2 separate regions of the Nomascus leucogenys genome follow, and region 2 is linked to region 1. Evidence: chromatin contacts called from public Hi-C data. All regions are on one chromosome and are shown on one strand. Each heading gives the region's core, a stretch centred on a gene start, on an enhancer-like site or on the middle of the called end of the contact. The rest is flanking DNA. Distances are from core to core; before and after follow the strand shown. Region 1 overlaps RAD51B (DNA repair protein RAD51 homolog 2). Region 2 has its middle 20 kb from the start of ZFP36L1.

Region 1 (4,382 bases), core at 424-2,923:
TATAAATTTGTGACACAGGAGGCTTCAGAAATCAAGATCCAAAGAAACAAGTAAACTTAAGTATTTTTACGCTTAGGTTTGATGAAGAGATGGACAGTTGTAGAGAAGTATGATTGGAAAAAGGGGATATAATCTAATGGCAATAAACAAGAGGGAATTTAGCAAGGCCTGTTTGTTCAAACTCCTCTCTGAGTCCCTGTGTCTTCAGAGATAAGGACACTCCTCAGCTTCAGGAGAGAAGGGCAGGGGGAAAGTAAGAGAATGATCTTCCTGCTTCTGCAATTTTCACAAATGCCAGGCTTCATATTGTGGGGTAGTGTGTCCTGAACCTCATCACTACCAAGAGTTGTAGAGAAAATTCCAACCCAGGGAGATGTGACTTGGAATTCTATTAACCTCCTAAACAAACTGGGTCAGGGGGCAGGTGAAAATCCCACATCCATGAATATAAATTTCAACTGCACCTGGTAAAAACCTTAAGTGGGGCATGGGGATGTGTTGTTTACCTTTCTTTACTACCAGATCAGAACATTTTCTGCATCTGATTAAACAAACTCTGCCTTGGGGTGGTAGGGTGGGTGAGAAGAGGGGAAAGGAATGCCTCCCAAGGTAGCGGGTGACAGGGGCTACAAGGGCAACCTTCCCTCTCTCATGCCAATATCTCAGGTCCCCTCAGCCATTTAATGATACTGCCCCAGACACAAAACAACAAAAGGCAGACCTTGTTCTTAAACCTTAGATGCTAAATCCTCATGCCTTCTCCTCTTTCCACACTGCTACTCTTTCCTCCTATTCTGTCTACAACATCACAAATACACGTGTGTGCACACACACACATGCTGCAACATTCACATGGAACAATACACAGTAAACGTTCCTACAAGGTGAAGGTACTCTAGGGAAAAAGGGCTATTATCCATCCAGTAGAGGTTACTCCTATTTACAAACTCTACCAACCCCATGGCTAGTATGGCTTTGAGCCCTGCATTTACTAGTGCAAACAGTCTCACCCAGGAACTCTCTCTCAGCCCCCTTCCCTGCCTGACCCGGAGTCCCCGGCCTACTGTGTCCTGCCGCAGATTTCCTTGCTCCTCTGTCGAACCTCACAAGTTCCTTCTGTCTCACCTCTTTTCTTCTCACAAAATCCTGTAACAACCCTATACCTGTTACTGGTTTGGGGGCAAGGGGTGAATATGAGTCCCAGTTCTGCTCACTTTGGGATAAACAGGGATTTTAAAATACCTAATATAGAGGGTTACATCTTACACAGGGATTGTATTCTAGAGTTGGCATGTAAGGCAAATTTTACATAGTCAAAATTACCCTGGAAAATCCCTTAAACCTCCCAATACAAAATATATGGTTTTGTAGTTGCAACGCTGCACAGTATATGGGTATATAGTAATATGAATAGCATAAAATTAAAAGTACAAGTGCAAGATACAATTCTGGAGTATTTTTAATTATATACAAGAAAGAGAGAGTGCATAGTTGAACTTGAATACATTAAACGGGGCGCTGATGCTACTCTTCTGTATCTTTCACCTCAACTCCCACAGTCTTTTCGCACACATCTAAATAGGCTTAAGGGCTCCATTTACATGAAAAGACAGACAGCTCCGGGAACCTTTGAGGCCTGCTCTTAAGATACACAATCACCACAAAAGGAAAAGGGAGAGCATTCTTTCACACAGATCTCTTTTCCTGTTTTTGCCTTGTGGCAGGAACAAAAGAAGATTTCTGAAAGAGAAAGCTGGTAAAAACTGCAGGCCAATAACTTCTACACTAGGCTGTGAAAGATGCCCAATTTCAAAATGCTTCCTTAAGCTGCAACATCCACAGCACACAGCCTTGAGGAGGTGCAAGGGTCTTCGTGACCAATTGCCCTAAAGTCTTTGAAGGATATGAGACCTTAAGAAAAAGCTGATTCTATGAAATCACGCAGAATGAATTAAAAGGAGCATTCTAGCCCAAGTCTGAGATAAAACAAAGGTTAGATTAGGCATTTCAGAACTAGTGGAAGATTAACAATTGTTGTGAATATACTTAATGTACTTACTGTTTTTTAAGACCTTATTATCTAAGTATATCTTCAAATATGGCATCAGGTAATTGTTTATGTTAGCTGTTGAATGTTCCTCTAAATGTGAGAAAATCAGCTTATAGCATGATGGAGTGCAGAAAACGCTACCCCCAAATATGGAACCTTGGCACACTGAGTATTAAGCTGAAGGAAGTTAAGAAAACTGCAGAAGAAAAAGGTCTCTCTGACCTTCTCTCTTGAAGACCCTCATGAGACAGGTGTCTTGTACTATATCCGGAGGGATGGAATGTTAAACACAGAGGCCAAGAAGAAACTAAACAAACAGGCTTTGCTAAGATCCCCCTAGTTTATCATCATTAGGTCATACCTGCTTTTCGTCCAACTATACTTCTACATGACTGTCCATGCTTCATCAAACCTAACCATAAAAATACAGCTTTTCTTGGGTCTGGATCTTAATTTCTGAAGGCTCCTGCATCATGTAAAACTTTGGTTAAATAAATGTGCTATGCTTTTCTCTTGTTAATCTCCTTTGTTATAGAGGTGTCAGCCATGAAACTTGTGAGGTAAAGACATTACTCCCCTACTATCTGTACCCCCGCTATCTTCCCCTCTCCCCACATACACACACACACACACACACACACACACACACACACACACACACACACGGTCTCTCAGCCACACTGGCCCTCTTTTTGTTCTGGGATACTCTAAGCTTGCTCCTATCCCAGAGCCTTTGCACCAGATATTTCTTTCTATTTGAATATGTTTTCCTCACTTTTCCCAAGACCCATGGGGATGCTTCTCATGACGTAGGTCTCAGCTAATGCAAGTCCTCCTCATAGAGGCCTCCTCTGATCACCCATTTTATAGCAGCCAGTCTCCACACCCCCCCATGATCACTTTCCTTAGTTTTATTTCCCTGGTCAAATATATCACCACCCGAAAATACCTTATTTATTTGTTATTTTGTGTATTATCTTAATTCTTCCACTGGAATGAAAGCTCCTTGAGGACAGGACCTCTGTCTTTTTCACCACTTTCTCAATGCCCAACACATGCCTGGCCCAGAGTAGATACCCCATAAATATATAATGAGGGAATAAATGACTCTCAGGCAAAACAGTGATATAGCCATAGCCATATCGCTGCTTGGTCCACAGTATCATGGTCAAGACACCATGCTTAACTGGTGCCTGCTACATAAGCACTAGAAAAGGGGCTAGGGAGGGAAATAAAGCATCATGAGCTCAACTTGCAGATCTGTGCTGACCCTTAATCTGCTATCTATCTTGCTTTGGGATCATACGAAATTATGGCCATTTATAACCACATGTGGCAGATTACCACTGGCTTTACAGTTAACCTTGTCTAATTCTTCTTCAGTCTCTAAAAAAAGATAAATGCCATCTTGTTAAATTACACATGATAACCTAGCAAAAACGTCTGAGTACTTTATTTGTGCTCTGAGAGCTTTTAAATCATCCTCCCTTGTTTGCATCTCGTTCAAGAACAGGGGTCATGACAGGACAGAGCTTTGTGGAAGCTGGCACTGGAGGCTAGACTTCAGCAGCAGGAATTTGCAGAGCCTCATTCACTGACATGTCTCACAAATATGTCTGAGCAGCTTCTTTCAAGCCCACCTGCCACTGGCAAATTCTCCCCTTAGTTTCTGCCCATGACTCAGTTGCTTAATTCTAGTCTAGTTAACCTTGACTAGGGACAGGTCACTCCGGTCTGAAAAATGACTACTTAGGCCAATGGCAGTGGAGGCTCCAGAATTTTTACACAGGAAGGCTCCTGCTTTTGATATTCTAGAAGATTCTTCTTTCTTTGCAGTAACTTTCTTGTCATCTGAGCTGGCTTGAGTGGGTGTTCATTCCTTAAGACCTCAAAAGTCTAAGTTAATACCAATGTGTGACAGAGGAAGAATAATGCTCTCTAGTAAACTATCTCATGGGGATGGTCATGACCTGCCCCCAAATAACAGGCAGTCTGTGGGAAGTCCTTGAGTGGCAATGTTGGAAAAGGCGCAGTGTTCATTAGTGTTCATTGTTTGATACCTTACATACGCACACACACACACCTCGTTTTATTAGTCATGAACCCAGCATCTTTAAGTTTTATTAAGACACAAAAACCATAGCAACGTCCCACGGTTACACTAACATATTACTAGTTAAAGAGATATGTTTCTGGAATAAGAAAAATCAACCAAAACCAATAAAAACTTGGTTTCAAATTGTGTGTGAGTGTGTGTGTGTGTGTGTATACAGACAGGGTCTCCCAGGCTGGAGTGCACTGGCATGTGCAATCATGGCTCACTACAACCTCA
Region 2 (4,218 bases), core at 1,081-3,580, 550 kb before region 1:
GCAAAAGGCAGAGGGTGGACACGTCACGCCGACCCCCAAAAGGGGCCCCTACGTGTTGTTCGGAGAGATGGCCACTGGAGGGCAGTGTGGCCACGTCCATCGGGCTGCCTCCGAGGGCTTCCGGGCGAGAGCGGCCGCGGGAGGCCGGGAATGAAGCCATAGCGAGAATCTCGCCCCACGCCGCAGCCTCCTGCAGCAGCGTCGGCTCGCCGGCCCCTTGCGTTCCGAGCCGCCCAGGTTGCTCAGCCGCTGCAGCCCCGGCCCCTGTTGTCTTCCCCGGGCTGCCTCGCGCCTCCAGCTCCCCTCGCGGGCCGGGCCTGGTGTGCGCGTCTGGATGGCCTCGGGCCTGGAAGGTTTGCGAGGCCCCGGGAACCGCAGACCGCGCCGGGGAGGAGATCCCGGCAGGTCGGCCGGGGCAGAGCGCCAAGGAGGACGGCGGAACCTTGTCTGCTTCGCGGGAGGCCAAGGGCAGCCCTCCCGCGTGATCCGCGCGCTGCAGAGCGCGTCGGCCATCTTGGCCTCGCCCAGGCCCCGCGCCCGGCCCGGCTTGGTGCTCGCTCGCGGCGGAGCGGACGCCGGGGTGGCGACGGGAGAGCCAGACCGCGAAGCTCGGCCGCGGGAGTGCGTGGGCGTCGCAGAAGCCCAGGAGAGCCCTGGACCTTGGTAGCTTCCCGGGGGTGCTGGGAAACGCCACTCCAGTAGCCGCCGGGAAGGCAGGCCTGAGCCTCCGAGCCTCCGAGCCTCAAGTGAATCGGGTGGCGCCAGTCGCCCTCCTTCTTTTTGCCCCATATTCAAAGAGCAGAAAGTCAGAGGACGTTAAAGTAGGTCACAGCGGTCAGCAGGTTTTTGTGGGGCAGGCAAGTGGCAGGGTCCAAGACCAGGCGTAGTATCTGGTTGCCTAAGATGCTTGGGCAACTCCTTCACCGGGTACACCAATCTCCGAGCCAGAGGTCAGGGACTGGCCCCGAGGAGCTGGCTCCAGGCGGCCGATGCATTCCAGTCCCTGACCATCATGAGGACTTGAGATGCCATTCTGAGGAGCCCCGGGCCCCACCACGCCTGTTGCCTCTGTCTAGCTTAGTTCACACATGGATGCTGTCTCTCTGGTATTTCTCAGGTTCCAGAACATCTGTTCATCTTACCAGTCCTTCAAGGTTCAGCTTAAAGATCAGCTCCACCAGGAAGCCTTCCTGGATTTCTCCTCTTAGTTTCCAACAGATTCCGTCTCTTCCCTTCTCTGCCCACCTTGAGTAGCAGTAGCTGCAGACTCTCCTGTTTTTTCCTTAGTCTTTGTTGCTGCATCCTCTCTCACTGAATTGTTGAATTGTGAGACCCTGTGAGGGTCAGCACCCTGTGATACTGGCCAGGAAAGGGTTGTTGCAAGGGGATCATAGGATTGTTGAATGGGTTTTGATATGGAATTTGATGTTGGAAATCAGGTTCCCAAATGTTTTCAACCTTGGGTAAAGGAACATGTAATGGTGTTTTTTAAGGCTGTCATGGAATCCTTTTGTGTGTTTAATTGCTTTGTTATTTTAGTAGAAATGTCAGGGTGTTGGGGGAACAAAAGCCATGGGTCTGAGCCCAAGCAAGAAGGCAACCACTGAGCCCGTGCTGGATGCTTCCTCTGCGTGGCCTCAGGGTCAGGGCCTGTCAGATGGGATGGCAGGCAGCGGGTCCAGCCCCAGGGTCCAACCAAGGAAGCTCCTGGGGCCTTGGCCGGGCTTGAGGCTGTGATTTCAGACTCCTCGCTGGTCTAGGTCGATATTTCAGAGGAGGCAAAAGAGAAAGTGCCTTGACAGCCTTGGAGAAGCCTGGGAGCTAAAGGAGAGATCCTTGCTTTTTCCTTTTAAAATAATAAGCCAAACGTTCTCCCATGAAGGACTCCAGAAAACCCCGTTCATGCCTCACCCACAGATGATTTGCTGAATGCTCATTAAGGGGAAAACAAAGAGGTGGTTTTGTTTATTTATTTAAAAGAAAAATAAATGAGCTGTGACAAAACAATTTGAAACCAGGCCCCTCTGAGACCTGGGCTTTCACTTCCTTGATGGGAAGTAAAACAGAGAATCGAATCCCCCTCCAAATAAAAGTGAAGTTAATAATCAGACAGCTCGAGCCCTGGCCACATCCTGTCACCCCCCTCCCTCCCTGGGCTCTCTGTTTATAGCTGCCGAGTGCTTTCCCTCCAGAGCCCAAGCTGGCTTAACCCTTTCCTCCCCATACAGGGAAGCCCAACCCTGCTCTGAGACTGGAGGTGGGCTCCTCACACCCGCTGGTGCTGGCCTAACCTCAGCAAGCGGTGGCTCTCCCCAGGCCTGCCGGCATGGGCCTGTGTCCCCCACAGGGCAGCCAGCTTGGATTTGAGTGATATTCTCTGCTTGTCCTGCACAAAGCCTGAAAGTGTCACCTTTCCTCTCCACACCTGCAAGGGAAGACTAGGCCAACCCATTCCCATTCCAGACTCCATGCAGCTTCTATAACCTGGTGGGCTCCGGAAAGCTGCATCCTGACAGAAAGAGGCACAAATCTTTGGGGTTTCTGGTCTATGCTGAAAGCAGCACTCTGTGCATGTCTCTGGGCTACTTTCTGTGAAAACTCCACTTCCTTCAAATGCCTTCCATTGTAGTAGCATGTTGATTTCTTCCAGAACCCCATGGGGTCAATAGTAGCACATCCCCGTGGGCAGAGGAGGGCCCCTTGCTAAATTAATTTTGAGTTCTCTACTGTTCTAAGCAGCGACTCTTTATAGGGCCATAGTTATCCTCATTTTACAGAGGAGGAAACAGGGGTTAAGTACTTTGCCCAATGTTACAGAGCTAATACATAGCAGAGCTAGGATTTGAACCCAGGCATTCTGGCCCTGGCATGCCCTTAGCCGTTGCACTCAAGGTTTAGCAGCCAGAGATTGCTCTCTTCTCTGGAGCCAGGGGGCTTTCAGAAGCTTAGGATAATCTTATGAATGCATTGTGAAGGTCTCAAAGCCCGAGGATCTTTTGAGAACATTCTTGAGCTTTGTCTTGGGCTCTCCGGCCTCCTTTCTTGTTTCCTCCTATGGGAGAAGAGGGAGCAGGTGGAGCCAGTGCAGGGCTCCATCCATTCTCCTCCAGGATCAGCAGGGTCAAGATGTGGCTGGATGTGAATCCTCCATCCCTTCATCTGGTTGGCACACTTAGAGCAAGAACCCAAAGACTTGGTGTGGCAGCTCTGACAGTGGTCTGGATGACCTTCTGCTTAGGTTCCCTTGTCTCCTCCAGTCTTGTCACCCAAAGTCCCAAATACCCTCTTCGGGCTGAAGCTTGTCAGCAGGAGGCCACCCACACAGTAGCCTGGAGCGTGAACTGGCTGTGCAGACCACCTGCCTCTCCTGGGAGTCCTGCGTGCCATGGCTCCTTGATTTCTTCCTAGAACTGTATCTCTTGCCTGGCCACCTTTGCACAGCCATTTGGCAGGGCCTTTGCAGCAGTGAAGGTATGTTGTGGTGTACAAAGGCCTTCAGAGACCGCTTGCCTGAGACTCAGCTCCTTTTTGGGAGATGTTGCCAAGCCCAGGGTCTGCTGTCTGTCTAGAGGACCCTGAACCCCATCTTTGGGAAGGGTTAGTCTGCTGCAGGTCTGCTTTCTGGGGGTGCATTTTGACATTCAAAGCCATGGACCAGAGTGGGCAGTGCCTTACTCTTCATTTTCCAAGTAATTCTTCAACTAGAGAGAGCTGTGGTGGCTCTGTGCCAACTGCCCTGTTCTTTCCAGAGCCTGGGCAGCTCCTCTGGCTGGGGGGCGCTGAGCACAGCCATGGCTTCTGTGACACTTGAAGGGGCTGACACCCAGCAGGGTACCTGGCCCAAAGGGGTTTCAGAGGATGTGTGCCTTGATTTTTATTTAATTTAAATGTTTAAGAAAAGCATTCAAATTCAGAGTGTTCACGATGGGGTGGCTCTACTGTGGTCCTCTCAGAGGCTTAACAGCCACAAAAAAGCCACGTATTAGACCCACCTTGTTACAGTTCTTACTGTGCTAGGCACTCGACACACTGATCTCATTCACCCTCACGCCCTGGGAAATGGGGGATATGTAAGTATCCCCATTTTCCTGTTGTGAAAAGTAAGGTTAGAAAGGTTGAGTAGCTTGCCTACCCTGCTATGATGGCTTTCTGCTGAGGAAATAAAAAAAAAGTTCATTGTGCTTTAAAAATACATTGAAACCAATTTTAAAGTAATTT

The links. Hi-C and Micro-C count contacts between places; a contact is called where the count stands out from the background.
Region 2: a contact with region 1 is called in a Hi-C map of a lymphoblastoid cell line, with 4 times the contacts expected there. The contact joins two enhancer-like sites. A contact is called at or near these places in 3 of 4 Hi-C or Micro-C datasets (a lymphoblastoid cell line and an unstated tissue).

What each region holds. Positions count from the first base shown.
Region 1 is chr1a:85,263,407-85,267,788 of Asia_NLE_v1, reverse strand. The region is part of intron 7 of RAD51B (DNA repair protein RAD51 homolog 2); the gene reads right to left. Among named protein-coding and RNA genes, the nearest start is that of RAD51B, 440 kb to the right of the region's middle. Within about 2 kb of position 1,673, the one cell type or tissue checked has an H3K27ac peak away from gene starts, as active enhancers do. A contact at or near this core is called in a lymphoblastoid cell line, where this site is marked.
Region 2 is chr1a:85,818,688-85,822,905 of Asia_NLE_v1, reverse strand. No RefSeq gene overlaps it. Among named protein-coding and RNA genes, the nearest start is that of ZFP36L1, 20 kb to the right of the region's middle. Within about 2 kb of position 2,330, the one cell type or tissue checked has an H3K27ac peak away from gene starts, as active enhancers do. A contact at or near this core is called in a lymphoblastoid cell line, where this site is marked.